6 separate regions of the Mus musculus genome follow, and regions 2, 3, 4, 5 and 6 are each linked to region 1. The links are chromatin contacts, called in public HiChIP or PLAC-seq and promoter capture Hi-C maps. All regions are on one chromosome and are shown on one strand. The core of a region is the stretch at or near the end of the contact, and the rest is flanking DNA. Distances in the headings are between cores, read along the strand shown. Region 1 holds the start of Sh3pxd2a (SH3 and PX domains 2A). Region 2 overlaps Sh3pxd2a (SH3 and PX domains 2A). Region 3 overlaps Sh3pxd2a (SH3 and PX domains 2A). Region 4 overlaps Sh3pxd2a (SH3 and PX domains 2A). Region 5 overlaps Neurl1a (neuralized E3 ubiquitin protein ligase 1A). Region 6 overlaps Neurl1a (neuralized E3 ubiquitin protein ligase 1A).

Evidence for each region. Promoter capture Hi-C pulls out the DNA fragments that hold promoters and counts their contacts. HiChIP or PLAC-seq counts read pairs in DNA pulled down with a chosen protein or histone mark.
Region 2: a promoter capture Hi-C map of liver shows a contact between it and region 1. The contact joins the enhancer-like site here to the promoter of Sh3pxd2a in region 1. A contact is called at or near these places in 9 of 39 promoter capture datasets (the 3T3-L1 cell line, the C10 cell line, the HPC-7 cell line and 4 more), 5 of 484 Hi-C or Micro-C datasets (the AML12 cell line, B cells, bone marrow-derived macrophages and 2 more), 3 of 115 datasets of contacts at active chromatin or transcription factors (embryonic fibroblasts and embryonic stem cells) and 1 of 9 other capture datasets (embryonic stem cells).
Region 3: a contact with region 1 is called in a promoter capture Hi-C map of liver. The contact joins the enhancer-like site here to the promoter of Sh3pxd2a in region 1. A contact is called at or near these places in 3 of 39 promoter capture datasets (embryonic stem cells and liver), 1 of 484 Hi-C or Micro-C datasets (liver), 4 of 115 datasets of contacts at active chromatin or transcription factors (double positive thymocytes, embryonic stem cells and pancreatic cancer cells) and 2 of 9 other capture datasets (adipose tissue and liver).
Region 4: an H3K27ac HiChIP or PLAC-seq map of embryonic stem cells shows a contact between it and region 1, with 7 read pairs. The contact joins the enhancer-like site here to the promoter of Sh3pxd2a in region 1. A contact is called at or near these places in 12 of 39 promoter capture datasets (the C10 cell line, cranial neural crest, embryonic stem cells and 7 more), 2 of 15 datasets of contacts at CTCF or cohesin (the NIH/3T3 cell line and embryonic stem cells), 6 of 484 Hi-C or Micro-C datasets (B cells, the C2C12 cell line, bone marrow-derived macrophages and 3 more), 17 of 115 datasets of contacts at active chromatin or transcription factors (the 230-238 cell line, bone marrow-derived macrophages, craniofacial prominence and 10 more) and 4 of 9 other capture datasets (adipose tissue, liver, macrophages and 1 more).
Region 5: a promoter capture Hi-C map of liver shows a contact between it and region 1, with 2.2 times the contacts expected there. The contact joins the enhancer-like site here to the promoter of Sh3pxd2a in region 1. A contact is called at or near these places in 5 of 39 promoter capture datasets (the 3T3-L1 cell line, cranial neural crest, embryonic stem cells and 1 more) and 3 of 115 datasets of contacts at active chromatin or transcription factors (embryonic stem cells, extraembryonic endoderm stem cells and pancreatic cancer cells).
Region 6: a contact with region 1 is called in a FOXA1 HiChIP or PLAC-seq map of pancreatic cancer cells. The contact joins the enhancer-like site here to the promoter of Sh3pxd2a in region 1. A contact is called at or near these places in 2 of 39 promoter capture datasets (the C10 cell line and liver) and 3 of 115 datasets of contacts at active chromatin or transcription factors (bone marrow-derived macrophages, microglia and pancreatic cancer cells).

The regions. Positions count from the first base shown.
Region 1 is chr19:47,462,800-47,466,837 of GRCm38.p6, forward strand. Sh3pxd2a (SH3 and PX domains 2A) reads right to left here and starts at 1,612. Exons shown (of 15, transcript NM_008018.4): 1 at 1,265-1,612. The coding sequence starts at 1,336.
Region 2 is chr19:47,278,387-47,282,239 of GRCm38.p6, forward strand. It overlaps Sh3pxd2a (SH3 and PX domains 2A), which reads right to left. Exons shown (of 15, transcript NM_008018.4): 11 at 1-44. Among named protein-coding and RNA genes, the nearest start is that of Gm29834, 6.4 kb to the right of the region's middle. Within about 2 kb of position 1,960, at least 116 of the 459 cell types and tissues checked have an H3K27ac peak or open chromatin away from gene starts, as enhancers often do. A contact at or near this core is called in embryonic fibroblasts and liver, where this site is marked.
Region 3 is chr19:47,303,819-47,307,837 of GRCm38.p6, forward strand. The region is part of intron 8 of Sh3pxd2a (SH3 and PX domains 2A); the gene reads right to left. Among named protein-coding and RNA genes, the nearest start is that of Gm29834, 19 kb to the left of the region's middle. Within about 2 kb of position 2,528, at least 11 of the 459 cell types and tissues checked have an H3K27ac peak or open chromatin away from gene starts, as enhancers often do. A contact at or near this core is called in adipose tissue and liver, where this site is marked.
Region 4 is chr19:47,329,059-47,333,339 of GRCm38.p6, forward strand. The region is part of intron 6 of Sh3pxd2a (SH3 and PX domains 2A); the gene reads right to left. Among named protein-coding and RNA genes, the nearest start is that of Gm29834, 44 kb to the left of the region's middle. Within about 2 kb of position 1,748, at least 223 of the 459 cell types and tissues checked have an H3K27ac peak or open chromatin away from gene starts, as enhancers often do. A contact at or near this core is called in B cells, the C2C12 cell line, the NIH/3T3 cell line and 10 more, where this site is marked.
Region 5 is chr19:47,246,201-47,250,046 of GRCm38.p6, forward strand. All of the region lies in intron 3 of Neurl1a (neuralized E3 ubiquitin protein ligase 1A), which reads left to right. Among named protein-coding and RNA genes, the nearest start is that of Mir6995, 25 kb to the right of the region's middle. Within about 2 kb of position 1,766, at least 17 of the 459 cell types and tissues checked have an H3K27ac peak or open chromatin away from gene starts, as enhancers often do. A contact at or near this core is called in liver, where this site is marked.
Region 6 is chr19:47,219,836-47,223,925 of GRCm38.p6, forward strand. All of the region lies in intron 1 of Neurl1a (neuralized E3 ubiquitin protein ligase 1A), which reads left to right. Among named protein-coding and RNA genes, the nearest start is that of Gm36693, 20 kb to the left of the region's middle. Within about 2 kb of position 1,381, at least 50 of the 459 cell types and tissues checked have an H3K27ac peak or open chromatin away from gene starts, as enhancers often do. A contact at or near this core is called in bone marrow-derived macrophages and pancreatic cancer cells, where this site is marked.

The sequences.
Region 1 (4,038 bases), core at 362-2,861:
TGTAGAGGCTTTCGACACTAGACTACACAATTGGAAAGGATCTCTGACTGTGTCAGGGAATGCCCCCCACAGATCCGTCTCTCCGGTCTGACCACTCTTACCTTCTTCCCAACCTGAGTCCAGCCCCACTAGTCAACTGCAGAGAACTCTGCCTTCAAGTCTGCTGTGATCCTGACAGAAAGAGTAGCCTCCGGCTGGTATTACACCACCAGCCCCAGCCTCCTTCCAACAGTGAAATAGAAGGCACTTTGGAGACTAATGTGCAATCTAGGGCAGCCACCAACAGCCCGTTTTAATTGTTAAAATTAATGCTTTGAGCATTCTAAATACGCCTTTAAATGCCTAATTTGCAAATAAGAGGCTGCCCTTACTGTCTCCATGTTTTCTGTGTTTTGGGTTCTTTACTGTGAGTCTCTTCTATCTCCAGGAGCAGAGCTCGGCAAGTCATCCTAAAGCAACAAGGACACAATGTTTACTTCCAAAGGTGTAAAGGACTGGGAGACAGGACCGGCTGAGATGAAAGAGTACTGTCACACACTCTGAAGCCCAGCTGGTCAACCTTAGCCTCTTCTCATTAAGTTTGGGTAAAGAAGGGGGAGGGGCGGCGGGCCAGTCAACCGTGCCTCGGAGACCACAGACCACATTTGCCTACTCGTGTCTGGAGTCAGAGCATCACTTACACGAGGAAATGACCCCAGCGAAGGGTCACGTCCAGAGGAGGGATAAAAGGAAAAGCCACAATTCTCCTCACACCGCGGAACACAATGGTTTTAAGAAGGAAATCAAAGCTTGAAACGAAGAGTGGAGGGGGCAGGGGGCAAAGCGCTTCCTCTGTCCCCAGCCGGTGCAGGCAGAACAGCAAACGTGGAAAGCAGAAAGAGAAGTGTGGGTCTCCGGTCAAAGCAACGGAAAGCATTCCGGGCCGAATGAGCGTGAGTGCCCGGCTCCCCTAGGGAGCGCGGCAAAGATGCTCCTTCCCAAAGGAACTAAATGCTCTGCAAGGGGCTGACGAAAGCTTCCCCCACCAACCATCCTAGCAGCGGGCGGACACATGACTTCACCGTTGTAACAGACAAGGGCAGCCACTTGCCAATTGCAATGCCAAAAAAAGAAACCCGGGACAGGGGAGTGGAAGAAGGGCAGAAAAGGCTTCCCTAGAGATCACAGCCCTGCGAACAAACTCTGGAGTCAAAGGCTGCCCCTGGGGGCGTGAATCTCCGGGACTGGCCAGCCCCCCGCCGGGGTCGGTGGAAGCAGTACTCACATAGTGTTTAGAGGGGCTCCTCCGCTTCTCCACGTCCACCACGGTGGCATCTTGCACGCAGTAGGCGAGCATCGTCCCCACAAAGCGAGTGGCGCCCCCCGGCGGCGTCACCTTCTCATCCCGGCCGGGTTCCGGCTCCTTCTCCGGTTGCCCCGGTTCCTGCAGTTACACGCCACCCCTGCCCCACGCGCTACTCGCCGCCGAGGCTCCGGGCGCCTACAGCTGAGGCTCCGGGGCAGGCGACTGTCCCGGAGGGCACGAGGGCTCCGTGCGTCCCAGGCTGCTCCCGTGGGCCTGCCGCGCGCCCCTTCCCTCCCGCGCCGCCGCGCTCCGCTCGCCTGCCCGCTCTCTCTGCCGCTCGGTGGGGCCGGCGGGAACTGGCGGCGCAGAGGAGGGCTGGGGGTGTGTCCCGCCAGCGAGGGCACGGGGCGGGGGCCGGGCCTGCTGTCAGCGCGCCGGGGAGGGGCCGGCGGCGCCCCTGGGCCGCGCTCGGGCTCCTGGGGGCTCGGCGCTGGCCGGCGCTGTGGGCGCAGGAGGCGGAGGCAGGGCGAGCAGGGAAGGGAGGGGAGGGGAAGGGAGGGGAGCGCGGCGAGGGGAAGCGCGGGGAGGGGCTCCGGGCCGGGGGAGGGGCTCGGACGGACGGCGAGGGGCTCAGCCCTGCGAGGCCTGGAAGGGCTACTCTACCCAGTCCCCAAACTCAGGGTAGCTTTGGAGAAAGGAGGCTCAGCGAAAGTGAGCCCAGCGCGCCCCCATCCTGGCTTTCGGTCTCCCAGAGGATCTGTGACCACCTTTCTGTCCCTTGTACCACTGCCATCTCCCCAGATCTCTTTAAGGAAAAGTAGTTTATTACAGCCTGTTACTGCCTACAGCTCCCTCCAAGAGAAGACCCGGACGGGAGAAGAGAGCAGCATTAAATCTTTCAAGCCAGCCTTCTTTTGATGAACCACCTGCCCCCCTGCAGGTCACCACGGGTGAATTCTCCCCGGAAATGGGATCTATTGATCTGCTGCTGCCTCCATCATCGATCAGTGCCTGTGTAACTAACCTGCGACAACATTTCCCAATGACAAGGTTACAGACACCACTTTAGCCTTAAGTCCGGGCTCCCCCGGGACTCTCCCAGGGCTGGCAACCGGCGGAGGAGCACACAATGGTGGGAAAAATCCACTGGGTTGGGAACCAGATCGTCTTTAGCTCCAGGCTCAGGCTTCCTCGCCATCACTCCTTCTAGTCTGGAAAGCTGACTTTCCAAGTCGCTTGCCCATCTCTGGTCTTGGAGCTCAACTTTACTTTAATTCAACTTAACACACACACACCGATTTCATCTTTTTTTTCCTGTTCTACTTTCAAATATTTAACGGAGTAGGTGTTTTCAAAACGAATCCAATTGTTTCACAATACAGTAATGTTTTGTGTTTTGTGCTTGCGTCTAGTGGAAAGCATCCGAAATGTGGGCAAAGGATTTAGTGACTTTTTTCCCCCTTGTCAGAAGCCCTGGGCCACTCTGAGACTTCTGCATTTTCTTCAGGAAGAGCACTGGCGGAGGGGGCTGGAGAAAAGACAGCTCTGAGTCCAGTTCCCCAATGATTCACAACCACCCATAACTCACGGGATCAGACGCCCTCTTCTGACCTCTTTGGGCACCCAGCGTGGTGCACATACATACACGCAGGCAAAACACTTATACACATAAAAGTTTAAAGAGTGCCGGTGAGCACACATGACTACCAGAGTTTAGATTCCTCAGTACTAAGGTAAAAGCCAGGTGTGGCCACGAGCCTGTGACCTTAGCACTATATGGGACAGAGTTAGGACGAGGATTCCAGGTCTTGATGGCCAGCCAGCTAGCTCAGAAACAATAAGTTGTGGGTTCAGTGAGAGATCCTGTCTCAAGGAATAAGGTGGATATCAGACATCTTGCACTAAAGGATACACATACACATGGACATAGACACATACACACCTAAACACTCACAAACTGGATGGATGCAAGAGTATTGACACCAGACACAGGGTTTCTCTACCTCAAAGACAGTTGCAGTGCTGATGGAAGGCAAGAAGGCACTCCCCCGGGGCAGGGGTATTTGGTTAACAGGGAATGTCAGAGCTGAGCCTGACTTCCTGAACAAGGCTTGCTCACCCAGGATATATGCTCAGCCCTGAGCTGCTTGCCGAAGGATGCCAGTCCAGCCCCAAGTCATCTTTGATACTTCATCAGCATTTATCAACAAGGCAGGGAATAAATGATAAGACTTGCTTACACAAACTTGAGATGGGAGATTCTTTTTATTATTTATTTTTATTATTTATTTATTTATTTTGGTTTTTCAAGACAGGGTTTCTCTCTGTAGCCCTGGCTGTCCTGGAACTCATGCTGTAGATCAGGCTGGCCTCAAACTCAGAAATCTGCCTGCCTCTACCTCCCAAATGCTGGGATTAAAGGTGTGTGCCACCACTGCGCAGTGAGAGAGGCGATTCTCCACCTAAGCATTTCAATGCTATGTCAGGATGGAAACTTAGATATGAGGGCCGAAAAATCAACATTCAAATAACACAGGATAACCTTTCCATGGTGCACAAAAACATCATACTTCCAGCTCGGTCTCTCCCTACCCTCAACTGAAGCATTTCTGCCCCCTTGACTCCTGCTGCCTGCCCCCCCACCCCCAGTAAGACAGTGTATGGAGCACCGTGCCGATCTTTCTAGTCAGTCCCCTTCTAGACATATTCAATGACGGTGGATAACTGCTCTGCAGAATAAGGTCTTAAATAGA
Region 2 (3,853 bases), core at 710-3,209, 180 kb before region 1:
TTTGCTCTGGCTGGTGTAGGGCTGCACAGTGACATACTTCTCTTCTGTGAGTTGGGGGCGCGAGTGAGAAAGCACAGTTAATCTGAGGCTGTGGGGTAGATCCTTGTCTCCCGTTCCCCTCTGCCCCGGCTGAGCCTCGCTCAGCCTCGTACTAACTCGCCCTGGGCCAGCATTGGCTTCTCCGGAGAAGAGGAAACAGGACTCAGACAGCAGAAGAGGAGTCACTGGGTTAGGGGTTGCTGCTGTTCCCAGGATAAGCCAAAGCTAGGCAGAGTTCTGGGGTGCCAGCAAAGCCTCAGGCAGCGTGAAAGCAGATCCCCCAGACAGGGTGTTGGGGTACCAGTGTTTGGAGGAATCTGCTTCTCGTAGGCTCTAAGTCAAGACATCGAGACCAATGCTAGGTGTATCCTGGATGCCTTGGGAACCCTAGCAGGTCCCTCCTCAGAACACGTCATGTTCCATCTACACTCCACACTCTGGATTCCAGCCCTGCAAACCTCTTAAATTCTCTGTCTGCCTTCCAGATGAAGGCTTCCAGGGATACCTTCACTGAGCAGCTCAGCTCCCTTAACAGCAGACCATGGCATTTACCCTAGAGCGTTCCATGGAGCAAGTTCTACAGGAGTGGTTGTGGGGTTTGTTACGGTGTGTGCGATTGTCAAGGGCCCCACCACAAGCCCCTCCCGCAGAGCCACGTGTTCTATTCCCCCTGTGTGTCTTCAGGTCACCTCTAAGTTTCCCCATAGCACTGGAGTCTTCTTGGAAAGAACTTGGTGGGCAGGCTGAGCAGGAGGCATCCCTAAAGGCCTTTGTTCAGGCTTCCAGTTCTGCTGAGGTCCACTCCTGTCCACATGAAGCCCTATGGTAGACCTGCAACTGACTAGGTGAGGCCACCCATCTCTTATAAGACCGTCCATTGGATGGCCTGGGGCCCAAGGAAGAGCATGGTGCACCCTCCCCCATTGGAAGACGTGGTTAACTGGAGGTGCTCTTGGGAGGACTGTATTGGCTGCTTCCAGGAGGTCACAATGGTACCCAGCACACAACAGTAGGGACGGTTACAGTTGAACCCTGGACTCTCTCCATGAGGAAAGCAGGGATAAGCAGGGACTGAGGGAGGAGCTTGCTTGGGAGCTCAAAATAGCAGGAGTCTGGCCTCAAAGCCGCCTCCTGCTCCTGGCTCCCAGCTGGACCTTGTTGGACAGCCTGCCTCAACCTCTGGGTCGCTGTGGGGGTTTAGGAGAGAGCTACTGTATCAAAACCCTGCTCATTTTCCCGTGCATCATTGGGGTGCTGTCTGTAGCCCTCTCCTGGGGATTAGCATCTCCCTCTGATAAAGGCCACTGTCCTGCCAGGTTGTAGGGTGGACCCAATGGACCACAGGCCATGCTTGAAAAACTGCCCCAAAGCAAAAGGTGGGTGAGGGCACGGGAGGCTGCACAGCTCTCAGACTCTCTTACCACAGGCCTTTCTCAGCAGCAGCTAAGGAGAGCTCTGCTTGGAGCCTGCAGATTCCATCCCGGCCCTGCCCAGGAGTGCTGCCAACACTGCCTGAGAACCTACCCCGCCAGATTCTGACTAGGGCCCTGGAGAAGTTCCATAGGCTCCAGGCCAACGCTCTACTCTCCTGCCTGCTCCATTTTCCAGTGGGGCACGGTAAACCCTGGCCTAGGCAGTGGCTATCGGGACAGTGCCAGGTCTGGGAATCCAGGGCCCGAGGTCCAGGCGAGGCGAGGCGAGGCCTGGGCTCCACATTTTGCCTTTGTTCGGCCAGGCTATTTTTAAAAGCCTGTGGTTCGAGCAGGAAGCGATCAGGAAAGTTTTCCTAGGCAAGGTTGCTTTTGAAGAGAAAAATGACAGCCCTTCTTAGGGGAAGATTAGAGGAGCCCTGCCCTGTTCCATGGCTGAGAACAGGACCCTGACCATGTGTTCAGCCTTGTGGATGCCAAGCCTGGCCACAGCAGCCTTTTAAGTGTGTGTGGTGACAGAGTCCATGGCCAGCCACTTGGGGCAGGGTACACAACCATGGACATTGGTTCTGGCGAGTGAAGCTGGTTGCAAAAGACCCCATACTTGAGGCACTGGGAATATCATGGCCTCCCAGTTAAAATGCTAATCAGCAGAGAGGCGATCACTGTGGGATTCCAGAGGAAAGCTCAGTCCTGCTTCCTAACAGGGCAAGACAGACCATCTCTCCTTAAATGTCTCTTTGGACTGATGGTTTTCAGCTCTGGCTGGGGAGACAGAGATGTCTACCTCAGGTTGACACAGGTGACTTGGGTCTTGGGCCACTCATCTTATAAGTGAGCTGTCCTCCTTACAGAGACCAGTCCCTACTTCTGGTCCTGGCCATAGACTCTATGGTCAAGGGGAATTGTCTAGAGAAGAGAACGTTCAGACACGTGTAAAATGGTCTCTATAGGTAGCTAGTCTGCAGTTGGGTTGGGTCTCTGGAAGAGACACCCCTTTAAGAGACAAGGCCGCGGGAAGAGTGAGGTGGCTAAGGTCTGGTCAGGGCTCCTGTGTTCTGTGATCATACTATGCACAGATGATGGCAGGCTTACCCTGCTGAGTGAAGGCTGGCCAGGAGGCCGGCAGGCGGGGATGTGGGGGAGGTGGACAGCCTGTCCCAGTTGGGGAGGCAGGGGCTGGAAGCCCTGCAGTTTCCAAACCGCAGAAGCCTCCTCTTTCCAAACACTTTCCCCTCTGTCAGCAGTCTCTCTGTTCCCCTTCCGGCCTCTCCAACCCCTCCAACCCCTCCACAGAGAGGCCTCCGGTTCCAGAGGCCTGGCCAGCTGAGGGACAGGGATCGGAGGTCCCGGAAGCTCTGACTTTTCTTTTACTCATGGCCCCTGTTGGGTTTCCAGCTGCTGCTCGCTGTGGGGGCGCATGCCAGCCAGCTCTCCATGAGCTCTCTTTAGCTGCCTGATATAACTGAATACAGTTCATAGGGCTGGGGCCGGGAAGTGTGTGATAATGAAGTGAGGCTGTGGCTTGTCTTTGTTCAAGTACAGGTGACTGCAGACTTAGAATTACGTAGGGGTCTGCATGTACTATTTTGTCTGATTCTACCACGCCTTCATAGTATGGAAGGTCATGTACGCGTGTCAATTGTGGGAATTGCGGCTATATGCTGATGTGTCGGGGAGAGTTTAGTTGTACGAGAAATCCATCCGTGACTATAGCACTCAGCTGCGTGTAGCAGAGCTTGTTAGATGGCACTTCTGGAATCACTGTCTCTGAGTGGCGCACGGCTAGGGTGGTGGTTGGATATGGCTATGATGCAGTGCTAGCCACACCTGTAGCCGTCAGGCCTTGTGTGGGCCTGTCTCTGGTCTCTGTGTGCATCTGTGTGGTCATGCAGGCAAGAGCATGCCTGGGACTCAGTGAGTGATTGGATGCAGAACAGGCCGAACCTTTGTCCTCCTTATGGGATTTATTTGTCTTTGCCACTAGAGTTGGGGGGCCGGGTTCAACCCTACCCTCTTGGCAGAGTGGTCCCCTATGCCTCACTTTCGGGTGGCCTTTGTTGGCAGTGTGGCCTGATGCTGCTTCTCCAACTCAGGCCCCCTGCATCAGCCCCCAGGGTCCACACTAAGCCCTGCCTCTGGACAAGCTAGGTTCTTTATGGCCAACACTGAGTCAGCCATTGGCTGGGGCCACCCTGGAGTGCAGACGTTCTATAGCCCGATTCTTAGGGGAGGCACTGAAATACACTGTCATTTGGGAACGAGCTTTGGGTGGTGAGTCATGGGGAGCCCTGTTCTCCACAGAGGCCTGCGTGCACTATACACCCGTCCCGGCTTCTAGCTGTACTGTCACCACAAGGAACACACAATATGCTCTACTCCCT
Region 3 (4,019 bases), core at 1,278-3,777, 160 kb before region 1:
GGAAAGGCACAGCTCAGGCTATTCCCAAGGCCCTCCAGCCCTACCACTCACATGGGCCAGCCCCTCCTGAAGGACCTTGGGAGCCAAGATGGAAAACGCAAGGCACCTTCTCCACCCTCCTTCAAAGTCTCTCTGATCTGCAGCCCTTGGCCTTTTCCTGCTCCAGAGGAACTGACCCCTGCTTCCTAGCATTTAGGGTATGGGGAAGTCACACAGCAAAGCTTTCTGGGGTTTGCCCTTCCAAAGAAGCAAACTCCAGGCTGCCAGCACTCAGGCTCCTAACCTAGGAGACGATGCTACACAAAGCTCACGTCTGCCTTCCTGGCCGTGCAACCCTGGGGCAAGTTACCTCACTGTCCTGGGTTTCAGTTTCCTCCTTGGAGAGAAAGAACACCAAACTCCACCTTGTCTCTTACCAAGAGGTTTTAAAAACTGCATGCTTTTCTATCCTGTGAAACTTAAAATATTATGATTCAGAAAGAGATGACCTTGGAAAATGCTCAAAATCCCCAGCTAGCTGGCAGGGGCAGGCATATTTCCCCAGGTGGCCTTAACCTCTCCCATGATGATTCCCAGCAGGCACTGGAGAGAACAACAGACAGTCAGACTTCTGGCCACTTAGATTCCAAGACATGTCCAGCCAAAGGTGGCTGTGACCGTCCCAACAGACCAGACCACAGGAGAGGGAGACGCAGGTACCATGCGTCAGTTTTGGATCTAGGCACAGTTCGCTCACTTGACCATTAATCCTTGGCAGACTGACTCTGAGTTTGGCTTTCTGTCACCCCCTGTGGCTCTCCTGGGCCATTCTCCCACAGTCCAGTCCAATAGAAGCTTGAGAGAAACAAATGAATTTTAGCAGGAGCCTGAGAGATGACCGGCTAGGAAGGGAAGAAGATATCACAGGCTGAGCTAGTGAGACTCAAACGACAGTTTCATATCACACATTTCAATCAGAAAGAGATAAACTTGAGCTATAGGAACCAGAAGGTTCCCTCCGCTTTGGGGGATTCAACGGGCTCCCAGCTGGGGAACCCCATGGAACACCGACTCCCACAAGGCTTTTCAGGTCATGTGAGCTAACTGGGTCACCCGAGTCGATCCCCACCTTAAGGCTAGGAGTCTCGGTCAGCGCTGGACACCTAGAGGATGAGGTTATGGAATCTGAAAAGATGCTGATAGGAATGAGGGTGGTTGCCGTGGTCTACCCTCAGCTACCACAATGGTTACTGAAAACCTAAGTGCTGAAGTGTGTGATATCAGTAGCCACGGGGGTAAGCTGGGGAGAGAACAGGGAAGGGGCAAGTTTTCAACCCAAATTCCCTGAGGTTCTGACAAATTACACTCCCCACAAAGTACCCTGCACTTAGCTAAAGCCCATTACGTAAGAGCCGAGGGAGGACACTGGGAAGAGTTTGTCCCTATACTTCTGCTGGGGAGTGGGGGCTGCCACTTCTACCGGGGACAAAGGATCCGGACGTACGTGCGTACTTACGTACGTGCGTACTTACGTGCGTGCGTGTTTTGGGACGTGGGCAGGCTCTCCAGGATTGCCCACTCATAAGCCAGAGTGGGCTGAATCCGAAGAGTCACCTCTGTCTACAGAGACAGCGTCAGGTGAAGGTGACTGGCTGCTCTTCCTGTCCAACCTGAGCAGGTAGGAAGTGCGACCGAGGGAAAGCTCGGCGCTGTGGCCCTGCCCTGTCACCTGGCAGCTGGTTCCTGGCTGGGTACTGACAAACTCTTGGATGCCTTCCTAACACAGCCATGGCTCGTGTAGCTTGAAGGAAGCACTATTTCTAGAGTCTCCTTGTCCCCCACACCTGCTCCTGCTGCTCTGCAAGGTGGGCGCCAAGCTCTCCGCAGCAGGCAGCCCTCCTGCTTAGGGAAGCCTGTGGCTAATTGACATAGGGCTGCCCAACTTTCCACACAGCTTCTGCCTTGAGTGCCTCGTCCCTGCCCACCACCCCACACTGCCCTCTGCCCACTGGAATGTGTTCATTTTCTAAGGATCTTCCAGAAGCGTGCCCTCCCCGCCCCCTAGACCCAGTCTTGACCGGCAGTGCCTCAGCTCTGCACCAGATGACAGAACTTTGATGGTCGGCATGGTGGTGTCCTGGGTGGGATAAGGACAACTGTGCAATTAAGAGCTCCAAAGGAGGTGGCTCTGGCAGGTGCAGTCCTAACATCACTGGCAGTAAGCCCTCTGCTGCTATCTCTGTTTCACAGACCTGCAGAGCTGTTAGAACCACCGAGTATCGTTTACTCTCTGGCCAGGTGGGGAAACTGGCCCAGGACGGTAAAGTGTGCATCACTGTACCAGTCTGGTATGGTTTTGTCTTGAGACAGAATCTCGTATAGCCCAGAGTGGCCTCAAGTAGCCAAGGCTGACCTCGATCTTTGGATCCTCCTGTCTCTACCTCCCAAGTGCTGGGGTTACAGATGTGTGCCATCACGCGTGGTTTATGTGGTACCAGGGGTCAAACCAGGGCTTTGTGCATGTTGGGCCAGCACTGCCATCTTGCATCATTGCAAGCTCCCAGTCCAGGGACCTAGCTGCACTATTATGCACTGGCACTCGCCGTGTCTCTGTCCCTGAACGCGGAGCCCTTTTGAATTAGAGGATTCCAACTTCATAGCAGGGACTGTACGGTTGTCCCCTGTTACATAGGTAAGAGAACTGATGCCTAGAGGATCCAAGAAACTTTCCAAGGGACACAAAGAAATCCAAGTCACAACCAGGCCTATCTGTCTTGAAGCCTGAGATTTTCATTAGAGAGATTTTGCAATCTCAGTTCTAAGATGATCCCTGTCCCACCATGGTTAAAGCTGGACTGACGGGCCTAGGGCTCACTTGCTCAGAGATTTATGCTCTCTGGCCCTTTCTCCTCCAGCCGGCGTCATGAAGTGCACACACTGCATACCAGAGATGGCCTTGGACCAGAATGGACTCAGGAATTGCTGCCTAGGCAAATACAGGAGGGACACACATGCATTTAGGAAGAGACGAACTATCGGAGAGCAAGGCTTTCTGATGCTCCAACAGGGCCTTGTGAGGGCCAGACACTACCTCCAAATGCACCAAATACACACTGACCCAGGGAGCCTCACTCTTACCAGGCTGTGTGGGAGACAGGGATGCTAGTTCATGAATCCGCAAGGCATCTGGCAATAAACTGCCCTTTCTAGAAACAGCCTAGCATGTCTTTACGGCAGTGTCGGCTTCTTAGGCAACACTGCCTGGAGGTCTGGGTCAGCATTTAGGTTGCTCCTCAGTCGAGCAAAGTTTAAGCACAAGACTTAGAAGCTCAACAGAGTCAACTGGAGACAGCAGAAAGCGTATAAAGCTTTGCCAAGTGGGTGAGATGGATCGGTGGGTGGAGCTGCTGGCCACCAAGTCGAACTACATGGGTTTCATCTCCAGGACTGACCCAGTAGGAGAGACCCACCTCCTATGTGTGATCCTCCAAACATCACATGCACGCAATGCCATGAGTGCCCCCTGGTAGCCCCCTACCCCTAAGAAATAAATGTAAGTTAAAAACAAACAAACAAACAAACAAAATTAAAGCTACCCTACCCTCACAATACAGCCCACATCTTAAAAGCTTGAATTCTCATACCAATTAGATACGAACCCTCTGGGTGTATAAGCAATTATCACAGTGCCTGAGACAAAGGAAATATTAAAATAACATGAAATAAACGAATGGGTGTATTAATGAGCACAGTAGCCCTCGCCTTAATGAACAGTCCCTGTTGTACAGATCGCTGCCCTCCTTTTCTTTGGAAAAAGAAAATTGAAGGGCTGGAAAGATGGCCCAGCAGTTAATAGCACTTGCTGCTCTTAGAGAGGACCTGCGTTCAGTTTGCAGCACCCATAGGTCCATCAATAACTCCAGTGCTAGAGAACTGGATGCCCTCTTCTGGCCTCTGCACGCACCAGGTATGTATGTGGTAGACATACATAAATGAAGGCAAATACTGATATACATAAAATTAAATTTTAAAAATCTATA
Region 4 (4,281 bases), core at 498-2,997, 130 kb before region 1:
CTACCTCCCTGATTCCGTCCAGGCCACCTCTACAGGGTGTCCTTCTTCTACTCTCAGGCTCACTGAGGTAGCCTGGGAGAGGTCAGTCAGGGAGTTCCCCAAAGACCTTACGGTAACAGGGCTCACAGGCTGCAGGGGCCAGGTAAGGGCTCTTCTCTGCACTGAAATTGGGGATACCCATTTCTTAACCCAATATTTTTTAATTGCTTATTTGGAAATTTCCCATAATGCACCCCAATCACATGATCACACTCATTTCCTACTCCTCCCAGGTCCATCCCCTCCACTCTTGTGACCTCCCCAAAACAAAAGAAGAAGAAAAAGTACACTGAGTACTACCCATATTCTTGCAGGAGCATGGTCAAACTCCCAGTGGCCAGCCCCTTAAAGAAAACTGGGTTCCTCCTACCCCTGCCAGAAGGTCCCAACTGTGAAGAGCTACATTTCAGCACCCCACACAATTTTTAAGACTTCTCTTCAATGGCTTCCTGTCTAGACCTTTTTTTTTTTTGGGTGGAGGGAGAAGGGTTGTCACAAAAACCTTTGGTGGAGGACTAGCAGCAGAATATCCATTTTTTTGTTTGTTTGTTTTGTTTTGTTTTTTTGTTTTTTGAGACAGGGTTTCTCTGTGTAGCCCTGGCTGTCCTGGAACTCACTTTGTAGACCAGGCTGGCCTCAAACTCAGAAATCCGCCTGCCTCTGCCTCCCGAGTGCTGGGATTAAAGGCGTGCGCCACCACGCCCGGCTTGCATTTTTTAAAGGTTGGTCTATCTCACCTACCTTTGCCCTGTACTGTTCACTGTTTTAACCACCTCCAGAACACCCGCTAGGATTATAATCTTAGCAAATATTTGGCACATAATAGATGTTGAATAAAAACATGCTAAGCTAGGCTAGATACATATCCTAGTGTTAGAACACTTGTCTAGAATGTATAAAGGCCCTGGGTTCCAATCTTAGCATACACACTCAAAGTGTTGTGTGTCTCCAGTTAGTCTTGAATTTCCTTTTGTCTTAACCCTGACTACGATTCTATCACACTGGAAACACTCAAGTGTCCAGTTTAACCTCAGTGGATGAAAGGGGCAGGAGCCTTCTTTGGTCTTCACTCCATTGGTTTCAAGGGAACCAAGGCTCATTTGATGCCTGTGGCCCTAATCTTAATCTAGCCTAGGGATTATCAACTTGTGGGTTGAGACCCCTTTGGGGGTGTGTGTCACATATCAGAAGTTTATATTACAGTTCATAACAGTAAACAGTAGAAAAATTGCAGCTATGAAGTAGCAATGAAAATAATTTTATGGCTGGGGGGGGGGTCACCACATCATGAGGAACTAAAGGGTCACAGCATAAGGAAGGTTGAGACCGCTGATCTAATCCAAAATTGCCCTCCTGAGCCACGTGCAGGCCTTCTGAGGCTGAGGAAAGTCCTTCACCTTCCTGGGCACCAAAGTACAAAGACGGACCCTCAGGCCCAGCAGAAAATCCCAGAAGACTGCATGGCAAAGCCTTCCAAGGGCTCAAAACAACAGCAACAACAATAACAACAAAGCACCCATAAGCAATATAGCTTTGTGGCATGGTGGATGTTACAGGAGACAGTAGTCTATGAAGGTGCAAAGTGCTCTTGTACAGAGACTGGTGGGATCCAGGCCCAGTCAATCCCCTCCTCCACAGTGTCTGCTAGAGGCCCTGGGCCTCTCCTGACTTGGCCCACCCCTGATCTGCAAGTGTTTAGACAGGTCCCCTGAGCTCACAGACTGCCACGTAAACGGTTGTGCATGCATGCACTTAAGACGCATGCACACATCACGGCTGGGGAAATCCCCACAGCTGGCTCTCTCACGTGACAAAGCTTTATCCAGAAAGCAGCAGCCTAGTTGCCTGCAGGACAGGGGTGGGGTGGGGCTCGAGTTAACCCTTCCATACCACAGCGCAGGCTGAACTTCCCACAGGGAGAATGGAGTGAAGTCCAGGTCTCCGGGATTCTCTCTCAGGCACTGTGATCCTCGCTCACTGGGGACAGACTACTTCTCAGGGCCCCGCCCAGGCTTCCCTGTGCTAGCACAAGGCTGTTCTCTATCCTGTTAGTGTGCTCCCTCATCAACTCTGAGAAGTTCTGCTTCCTGGAGCCTCATCCCCAGAGGGGGGTCACAGGCACAGCCCTAGGGAGCATGTCCCGATGCCAGATGCCTAGGTGGGGTCCTACAGCCAGGAATTCAGCCAGAATTCTTGCCCTCCTTCCATGGGTGTGAACAAATGCCTCTGAGAAACTGCTCCAGGGCCCTCCCGGGTCCTCCTCTAACAAGAAGGCTGGAGGAGGCCCCTGGAACACGTTTTCTCCTGTTCAGACACACTGTATCTATTAGCCGGTGTGATCTGTATCATGTCTCTCACACAGTACTCCCAGATATGGAGAAGCCAGATGCCCAGTTTACTTTCTATGTTTCCTTACTGAGATACCATGTAGCCCAGGCTGGCCTCAAACTCATGACCCAGGCATCCCAGTCCCCCAGATGATAGGATTTTTTTTTAATAGCCCCACCCCTGAAGCCTAGAAACACTATCTCAGTGTAGTCCAGACTAGCCTGAAACTCCCTAAGTAGCCGAGCATGACCCAAACTCCTGATCCTCAAATGCTCAAACTCATGGCCAGTGTGTTGACAAGTTTTTATATCAACTTGACATGAGCTGGGGTCATCTGGGAAAGAGTCTTAATCGAGAAAATATTTGACTGATGATTGATGTAGGAGATTACAGGCCACTGTGGGTGGCGCTAACTCCTACGCAGTAGTCCTGGATGGTATAGGAAAGCAGGCTGGCTGAGCATGAGCAACAAGCCAGTAAGCAGTGTTCTCATGCCCTCTGCTTCAGTTTCTCTGCCTCAGGTTCCTGCCCTGACTTCCCCTAGATGGAGTGTGGCCTGGGAGATGAAAGATGGAACAAACCCTTTCCTTTCTAAGTTGCTTTCTGTCGTGGTGTTTTATCAGCAACATCACTGGACAACTTAGCTAGGGTATGTCTTAAAACATAAAATAAAGTTTTTTTTTTTTTTTTTTTTGGTTTTTTCGAGACAGGGTTTCTCTGTATAGCCCTGGCTATCCTGGAGCTCACTTTGTAGACCAGGCTGGCCTCGAACTCAGAAATCCACCTGCCTCTGCCTCCCGAGTGCTGGGATTAAAGGCGTGCGCCACCACGCCCGGCAAAAATAAAGTTTTTTAAAAAAAGGTGTGTGTGTGTGTGTGTGTGTGTGTGTGTGTGTGTGTAGGGATAAACAGCTCAGTGGTAGACAATTTGTTTAGCATGCATGATGTTTAATCCCCATGTGGTGGGCCCAATGAAAACAGTCCCCCATAAGATCATACATTTGAATGCTTGGTTCCTGTTTGGTGGACCTGTTTGGCAGAGATCAGGAGCTGCGGTCTTGTTGGAGGAGATGTCAGTGGAGACAGGCTCAGGTCTCAACAGCCTCCTACCATCACCAGGGTGCTCTCTGTCTCCTACACACGGATCAAGATGTGAGTTCTCAGCTGGCTGCTCCAGCCACCATGCCTGCGTTCCAGCATCACGGACTCTAACCCTATGGAACCAGAGCCGTGAGCCCAATTAAACTCGTTCTGTTTATAACAGTGTTTGCCATAGGTGTTTGTCTCACAGCAATAGAAAAGTGACACACCCTGGCACAACAAAAATAAATGAATAAAAAAAAGAAAGAAACAAAACCCTTAGTAAATTAGCTTCAGGAGGGCTAGCGCCTCCCTGCTTGGACTGCTATGCCCCACCCATCTGTGGTATTTGTGCTGTTATGTTTATTGACACCCTGGTTGGCTTATTCTCTCATTCAAGTGGGGGTCCTGGAAGACAAAGATCTCCTCAAGTTCATCTTGCTATCCCTGGGGCTGGGACCATGTGCCCTGGCACATAATAGATTCTCAGTTGCTTAGCAAACAAATCTATAAAACAGCCATAACCAGGGCCCAAGAGGCCATGGAGGGAAGGCCCAGACCAGTACTTTCTTGGAAACTTGCCCCCATCCATTCAGCCTTTATGAATCTTCTGTGTCTTCCAGACTGTCTCCGCTGTACACAGGGCCACTGGCCTTAAACGGAGGCAGCCCAGGTCACAGGAGTGTGGGGATGGGCTCTGAAATCAGAACCCTGGGATCAAATGTAAACGATGACCTAGGAGCCACGAGATTGATGGGGTGGGGGAGGGGGCAGGGGCAACTGTGCATGGAGGGAGCATGTCCCTCCCCAGCAGATCCATGCTTGTGCAAGGTCT
Region 5 (3,846 bases), core at 516-3,015, 220 kb before region 1:
TTCTACCCCCAAGTCTTACTGCTCCTTCTTCAGAGACTCTTCCGGGCATTTTCTTTTTCTTCTCACCTCAAATCTTGCCAATTGTGTCAAGGTCAGGGCACCAAACCCTCCCCTCCTCCACCTGGACGTTAACCCCTCCCCTTTTGTAGGATGATATATCTTCCCCCTGAACACCCGGGGCACGTGCAGGTCTAAGTTGTTTGCATGGTGCACTGTCCTGCTGTCTAAAGTGGCATGCACTCTCTGTGCGCAGGGGAAGGTGTACGTGTTTTGCAGAGAGGTCTAAGGACCTCAAGTGGTAGTGGCTTGTCTGAACCAGGGGCCTAGGCGGCACTGCCTTCCAGCTTCTTTAGTTGTGTGTTCCCTCATAAGTCTGAATGGCCACCTCCAGGTGGTCACTGGGGACCTGTTGTGTCTGGAGCTCAAGGTAGGAAGGATGTTGGGCAGAGGAGGCTACCAGAGTTTCAGCGATATTGGTCCAAGAAAGAGGTAAGGGGAATCCCAGGGCATCTGACTCAGCAGGGAGGGAGGGCAGGTCTGACTGCCTGTGCTCGTCACAGATTTCCAAGGGTTTCATTGGTCTCCTGTCCCAGAGCAGACCAACCTGGGCAGCATGAGATCACATCCAAGGGACTGCCAAATTGAGACTGTCCGTCACCTACAGCAAAGGCAATGCCACACTTCTACCTAGTGTGTCGCCACCTCCAGATGTAGTTCTAAGGCCTTGGTAAGACCTGCACGGGGTGAGAGGGTCATAGTGGAACCTGAGGGAAGGGAGGAGCTGGGTCCTGTCCAACTGGGGACCAGACCCTCATTTCAGAGGCAAGAGAGGCTTCTTTCCAAATTAAGACCTGACCCAGGTGCTTGGGAGCTGTGGGTAATTCCCAACGTCTCTTGCCTTGGACTCTGGATTGCTTGGGCATAATCATACATGCCCCGCTTAGCTCACAGGTATCTGCAGAGGCTCACAGATACAGGAAAGTGTTTATGATGTGAGAAGTAGTTTTATCCACTTTGCCATGTTTGCCACAGTCACCATCACCAAATAGAAAACTCCATGCCAGTCTTTTAGCAGAAAGGAATGCCCCGCAATCTAAGTTTCCTGGGATACGATCTGTGGGTCTCCAGAACCCCAGGACATTTCTAAGATAGTGAAGTGAAGAGGCACAAGGAGACAGGGCCATGGTGCCTCCCTGCCAGATTTCAACCACAGTGTACCACTGGAACAAAGATATCCCTGCCTTCAAAAATGGACCACTTGAAGTGGGTGTCTCCTTTCACACCCGCCCTCCTGGCCATTGGAAGGCTGATGCAGGTGGATTGCTGTAAGTTCCAAGCCACCCTGAGATACGAAATCCTGTCTCAAAAACTAAGAACGCAAAACCAAATTCAACCACACACAAAAAGACAACAACTAAACAAAGTAACAAAAATTTTGAGAGCGGCTACATCAAATGATCCTGGGAGCCTCTGGCTCGGGTGATTCAACCAGGGAGTCTGCCTTCGAGTGATTCTGGAACTGTCTATGCTTCCCTCAGGGGCCTCAGAAATCGTGTTTGTTTTTTCTGGGCAGCCCATCGCTGAGTTTAAAAGGAGAGGGATGGAGGCTAGTGTGGTTTTCAGGGCACTGCCCAGAGGTCCATCTGAGATGTGTACTGCCTCCACGGCTCCTTCCCCTGCCTGGGTCAGACGCAGACCGGCAGGCCCATGTTTATGGAGACAGTCAATGTGCTGGCAGCGCCTTCCAAACAGGGGCTGGCTGCTGCGGCCCCGTGGTTAAAGATTACCCGGTGCTGCGGATGTGAGAATCCAAACAAACAGGAGTCTGGGCTGGTGGTGGCCCAGCTTCAAAAGAGGCCCCCGTGACAGTGTCAAAGCCCTGCCTTGGTTGCCCTACGCAGCTGGCTATGTGTCACAGGGCTGGGTGGTCTCTGAGTGAGAGCTGGCTCGTCACCAGCCCATGTGCCCCATGGCCTGGCTCAGGTTGACTTCTATGAACTTGCCTGCAATATTACACCTCGCAAGCCTTTCACCAGCTGCCTGTCCTGCTGCCGAGGCAAAGTCCTTCCCTGACCCTCTCCGAGACAGAGGATGAACACCTCGGTCAGAGTTGGAGAGCTTTATTCTCAAGGTGACATTTACCTCAAAGACACAAAGGCCACTCCCCCCCCCCCCCCCCCAGGTATGATCTGCCACTCGAAAACCCGAACCAGGAAACCTTTTCCTTTTCAAGGCAGGGTTTCCTGTAGCCCAGGCTGACCTCAGATTCGTTATGTACTTTAGGATGTACCTTGAACTTGACCTTGGACTTCTGATGCTCCTACCCCACCTCTGGATTGCGAGTGTGCACCACCGTGCCTGGCTAGTTAGGTTCTGAATATCAAACCCAGAACTTGCTTTCTAGGTAAGCACCCTACCGATTGAGCTATGTGCCTTTCCCAGGGAGAGTTACCCTTTGAGAGAGTCATATAGATAGGGGCTAGGAAGCTTTTTGAGGTAGTGAGCTTCCTGTCCCCAGGAGCATTCTAGGCAAGGCTGAGTGAAAAGCTGGCTGGGGTCTTACAGGTTGCCTGGTCCCTTACCTCCTCAGTTTCTTTGAGCACCTATTTAATCCGAGATGCTAAGATTGCTGCAACCATGCCTAATTTGGATTCTTCCTTCTCTAAGCCTAAACTAGCTGTCTGCCGATTCCCAAGACACAGGTCCCGGCTGGTCCTCTCCCTTATGGGTCAGTACAGTACATAACCTTGCAGGGCCTGGTTATTGCTGCTCTGGAACAGAACGATTGCCAGGCGGCAGAATTGGCAGGCACCAAAGGGACATGAAGCCCAGTGGCCGAACAGCTCCTTTCAAGGAGCCTGTGTCACCTCTGCCTGCATCGCTAACCCCTCCTGAGCAGGCAGCGTGGCTCCAGCACTCATTATGTAATGTGTTGCTTCCAAACGTGGGGCCACGCCAGGGCTTGTGGTTCCAGGTTGCCTGTGTACTGGAGGAGTCCCAAGGAGTTCTCTCGGATTTGGGGGGCTGCACACAGCTGTGCCCCGTCTCCCATGCTTACCTTACTTTGGGAGCCTTTTGCTGCTTCTGCCCGTGCGGTGGGCGCTCTGTGTCTCAAGTTGCAGCTATTTCGGGGCCTTGCACAGCTGACCTGCTGCTAGGACAATTATTTGGAGCCCTTCTGGCCGCCCACAGCTGCTCCTGCTGAAGGCTGGAGAAGACATTCTTAGGCTGGGCCCAGCCACTCCCAGCTGCTCCTGGGCCTCAGCTCCCAGCTCAACAATACTTCCAATAAGGCTGTTTCCTAGTGCCGTCTCTCTGTCTCCCCCTCTCTCTGTTCACCCTCTCATTCCTTCTCTGTTAGCTTCCATAGTTTAGTTGCTTCTCCTGGGTTTCCAGTCAGTAATTTCATTCAAAGAGTATTTCCTTCGTGGCCACTGTGACCTGTGTGTCTACAGACAGCATGAGCAATATATTTGTGGTGTGTGTGTGTGTGTGTGTGTGTGTGTGTGTGTGTGTGTGTATGTGTGTATGTGTGTGTGTGGTTCTGGGGGTTGAACCCAGAGCCTTGTGCATGCTAGGTATGTGCTTTACCACTGGCCACACCCTTAGGCCAAAATGCTCATATCTGAAATTATCTGGGCAACAGGGGCTCTTCCTGCCTTGGCCTGTCAGAACCTGGCAAGGCAAGGCATGTTTCTTACAAATAGCTGCAACTTGAGACACAGAGCACCCATTGCACAGCAGAGGCAAAGGGCCTCCCGAGTGAGCTAGCATGGAGATGGGTGTCCAGCCCCCAAACCCAAGAGAACACCTTGGGACCCTTCCAGGCAGAACATTTAACACCTG
Region 6 (4,090 bases), core at 131-2,630, 240 kb before region 1:
GTAGCTCTTTAGAGCTGAGTCATTATTCTGAGGCCACACAGCAGAGGCAAGTGCTTGGGTGATGATGTCAGCTGATGTGTATCTTTGGGGGTGGTGGTGGTGGGGAGACAAGGTTTCTTTGTATAGCCCTGGCTGTTCTGGGACTCTCTTGTGGTTCCGACTGGCTTCAAACCCAAAGATCTGCCTGTCTCTGCCTCCTGAGTGCTGGGATTAAAGGCTGTGCCATCATGCCTGGCTCAGAGTTCTGTCTTAATCTTAGTGTAGCTGCTTCGTACCTGTGTAACCTGCACCTTCCGTGTCCCCAAGCCCTCAGTGTCCTCACTGAGGATGCTACGTTCCCAGTAATGGCCTCTCCTTCTGGGGTCCAGGGCAGGTATTTAAAGATGACAGTGGCAGATGTAATTTTCTTAGTTTATGTATTGGTTGTCTTATTGCTGTGACAGAAGGTAACCTAAGGAGGGAACAGTTTATTCCGGTTTATAATTCTAAATTGTAACTGTTGCAAGGGTTGCTGTCTCTCAGGCCAGTGAAGTGAGGTGAGAGGAGCAAAGGGGTAGTTGGATTTGTATCAACACATTGCATCACATTATATCCACATTGCATCACATTGTATCCACATTGTATCACATTGTATCACATTGTATCCACAGTCAGGACACAGAGACAAATGTGCTCAGCTTGCTTTCTGAGTTTTAACAAATCTGAGACCCCAGCCTGTGGAGTGGTACCGCCCTATTTGGAATGGGTCTTCTCACCACCACAACTAATCTAATCTGGAAAATCTCTCATAAACAGGCCCAAAGATTTGTTTCTACGGGGACTCTAAATCCTGTTAAGTTGACAACAAAAGTTAGCCACCAGGGGTATTCACTTATCTTGATTCCTGTTTTATTTTTATTTGAGGGCAGGTACTAGGGGGCATAGGAGCCCTTCAGGAGAGCCTCCACGGGATGGGGAGGGGGAAGGCCAAAGTGTCTGGGCAGATGGACATGAGTTCAAAGCCGAGTCTCTGCTGTTTCTCATTCTGTGCCTGTGATTCCTCATTGGTAAGATGGGGACATGGTAGGGCCTTTATGTAGTGTTATGACGGAGGCTCATCTAGACCACACTTCCTGGGCCTTCCAGGCTGTTCTGGGCTCGCTGTATTGGGGCCTCATCTCTTCTTCCTGTTGCTCTGGCAGGTAGGCATTTTCCTTCCCAGCCCATTTTTTAGAAGAAAGAATAGATACCTGAGGTTTGATACTAGGTAGTCAGAAATGCTCAGGAGCCCAGTCTCAGCACCTCCTCTCCTCTGAGTCATTCCCCAACCCCCCCACCACAGACTCCTCAGTGTGTTGCAGCAACTATTGGAGTCACTAGACTGCTGGTATTTAACTGTCAGTGGCTTTCCTGGGAGTGTATAATCCTAGAGTCATCCAGCTCTTGTTGGTCCTGGGCCATCACGATGTTGTACTTGCTGATGCCCATTGTCTGAGGGAGAGAGTTGGAGAAAGAGATGATGCAGGATACAGGAGCAAGTCGGGGGCGGTGGGGGGGGGGAGGCGCTGGCTCAGCTGGCTCTGAGCTCTGCTGCAAATGAGACCATGGAGGGACAAGAAGGACAGAGCCAGAGGTGCAGGCAGCTTGAAGAAAGGCACACAGCTACAGGAGCCCCAGGGGGTATCCTCAGATTTGTGTGTATGCGTGTATATAGAGCTTGTGACTGTATGGGGAGAGGGATGGGGAAGGGTCCTCCCTGCAAAGGAGGTCTTTATCCTCCCAGCATCAGCTGCCAGTTTTGCTTATAATCCAGCAGGCCAGCAGGGATCAGTCAGGTGCAGGTCCCGCACGAGGTTTTTTTCTGGCACATATGTCCTGTCTCCTGTATCACTCTGGTGTCCTCCCGCTCTCCCCCACCCACCATGAAAGTCTCATTGTCTTCCATTCCTTACCTTAACCAGAAAGGTTATGGTGTATCCAGATCTTATGGACTCCAACTGATGATTTATCATTTGTGACAAGAGACAAGGGCTGCCTTCCAGTTTTAAAATTCACTCCACTCTGACCAGACCCAGAGCACCGACCAGGTGACAAGGGACAATGCTTAATCTCCTTTCTTAGCTGAACTGGCTGCTAGCCAGCCCTCTGACATGGCATTTGCATTTATAGCAGGTGTGTAAAAGCACACATGCAAAGCGTAGAGCCTTGCCTGGTGAGGCATGTGTAGAGCTGAGTACATGTTGGTGACAGGAGATGGTGCTTCCTGAAGCTGGTTCCCCATCTCTCCCTGGAGGAACATGGTCTGTATTCATACCCGGCATCCCAGGTCACTCCTTTCCCTGGGTGGGGTAGATCCTTAAGCTCCCCCTGCATTCCTGACAGTGGTCAGGCATCTTGCCTTGCAGACATTGTGTCTCTTGCTTCTCATGAGCACTACCGCCCTGTCTTGTCCCTATTATAGGAGTGACCACAGAACCTCAGAGACGGTCGGTGCTTCGCCCTGTCACATGATGGCAGAGCCAACTTGTATGGCCCCTAGGCTGGAGCTCCCAATCTCCACATGGTAGGGGTGGGTCCATCCATCCGCCATTCCTGGACAGTCACAAAGATGGGGGTTCAGTGCCTGTGGCTTCCAGCTGACATGTGCTTTCCTGGGAACAGGGATCCGGGTACCTCCATGTTCGGGTCTTTTCTGCTTGGAATGAATGGTGAACCCTCTGTTTCATCCAGGGCAGCTGGGGAGTGTGAGCAGGTGTGTTTGTGTCTAGGAGGGTCTCAGAGGGTGCTGCTGGCAGTGAGCCTGAGGCTGGTGGGAGCTGGGAAGGGCACCCAACACCAGGTTGTTTGCTCAGATTCTCTTTCAGTCTCCACCCCCGCACTGCACCTGTTGTGTTCCCATCATCCTGGCTGGGCAGCTGGCAGCTGTCACTGCTCAGGGCACCTGTCCCAGAGGACACCCTCTGGTCTCCATGGCTCTGGTTTCTCTGCACTATGCAGCTCTTTTAGTCTGTGCCCCTGCTTCATCTCCGTCATTCTCTTTCAGACTCCAGCTAGTGACCTGTGTTTTTCTTGGGTCCAGATATAGCTGGAGTTTGGGGGCGGTCTTCCGGGCTCCTCATTCTCCAGGCCCAGCCTAATCGGTCAGGGTAGGGAGGATGGTCCTGGCAGGTCGGCATTAAGCCCTAAATACCAGATGACTCATCACCTCAATCAAATTATCCTTTGTTCTTGACGGAAAACAAACCAAAACAAAACCTCAAACACGATAGATAACATAAGGAGCTGCCTTCCATCTCCTCCCCACCGCCTCTCTCTGACTTCTCCACATGCCAGCCATTTCCCCAGTCTCATGAATGAGAACGTATTTACCCTTCCTTCAGCCAGTTTAGGCTGTTACCTGAACACTGGGTTTGCCTATAGGCTACTCTGAGTCTAGTCACAGAAGACATCAGCCCTGAGTCCAAGTTCTCACCCAGCAATGCCTTGGGAAAGCCCACGCTCTGCTGGGCCTTGCTTGCTGCTCCTGTGAGGTGGACTCAGGACTCCTCTGCCTGCCTCAGGACAGGGCTGGGCCCACCGTTCTCTGGAGGCACTTTCCCCTCAGCCTGAGCTGCTGCCTGGGAATTGGTCGTTTTCACTGCAGTGTTTCCAAGGGCTCTGCCTTTGACTTTCAGCTCTGAGAAGGCGGATTTAGACAGAAGGGGAGATGCCAGGCCGTGGGAAGCGTGGATGAGAGAGGATGAGGTGAAGAAAGAGTTGATCTGGGCACCGCACCATGAGAGCCCATGAGGACAGGGAGACTGGGGACAGGGCGAAGCACACAGACAATAAAGCTGGCCGGGCAGGGTCCTATTTATTTATTTATTTTTGATTTTTTTGTTTTTGTTTTGTTTTTTTTTTAGTTAAACTTATTTTCTCTTTTATCAAAAGTATATTTAATTTTTAAAATTTTACAGTTGTGTTTGAATATGTGTGTTCATACACACATGTATATGTGTATGTATAAGTATATATATTGACAGAGTGGGGATTTCTCTGTGTAGTCCTGGTACTCACTCTGTAAACCAAGCTGGTCTGGAACTCAGAGATCTGCTTGCCTCTGCCTCCTGAA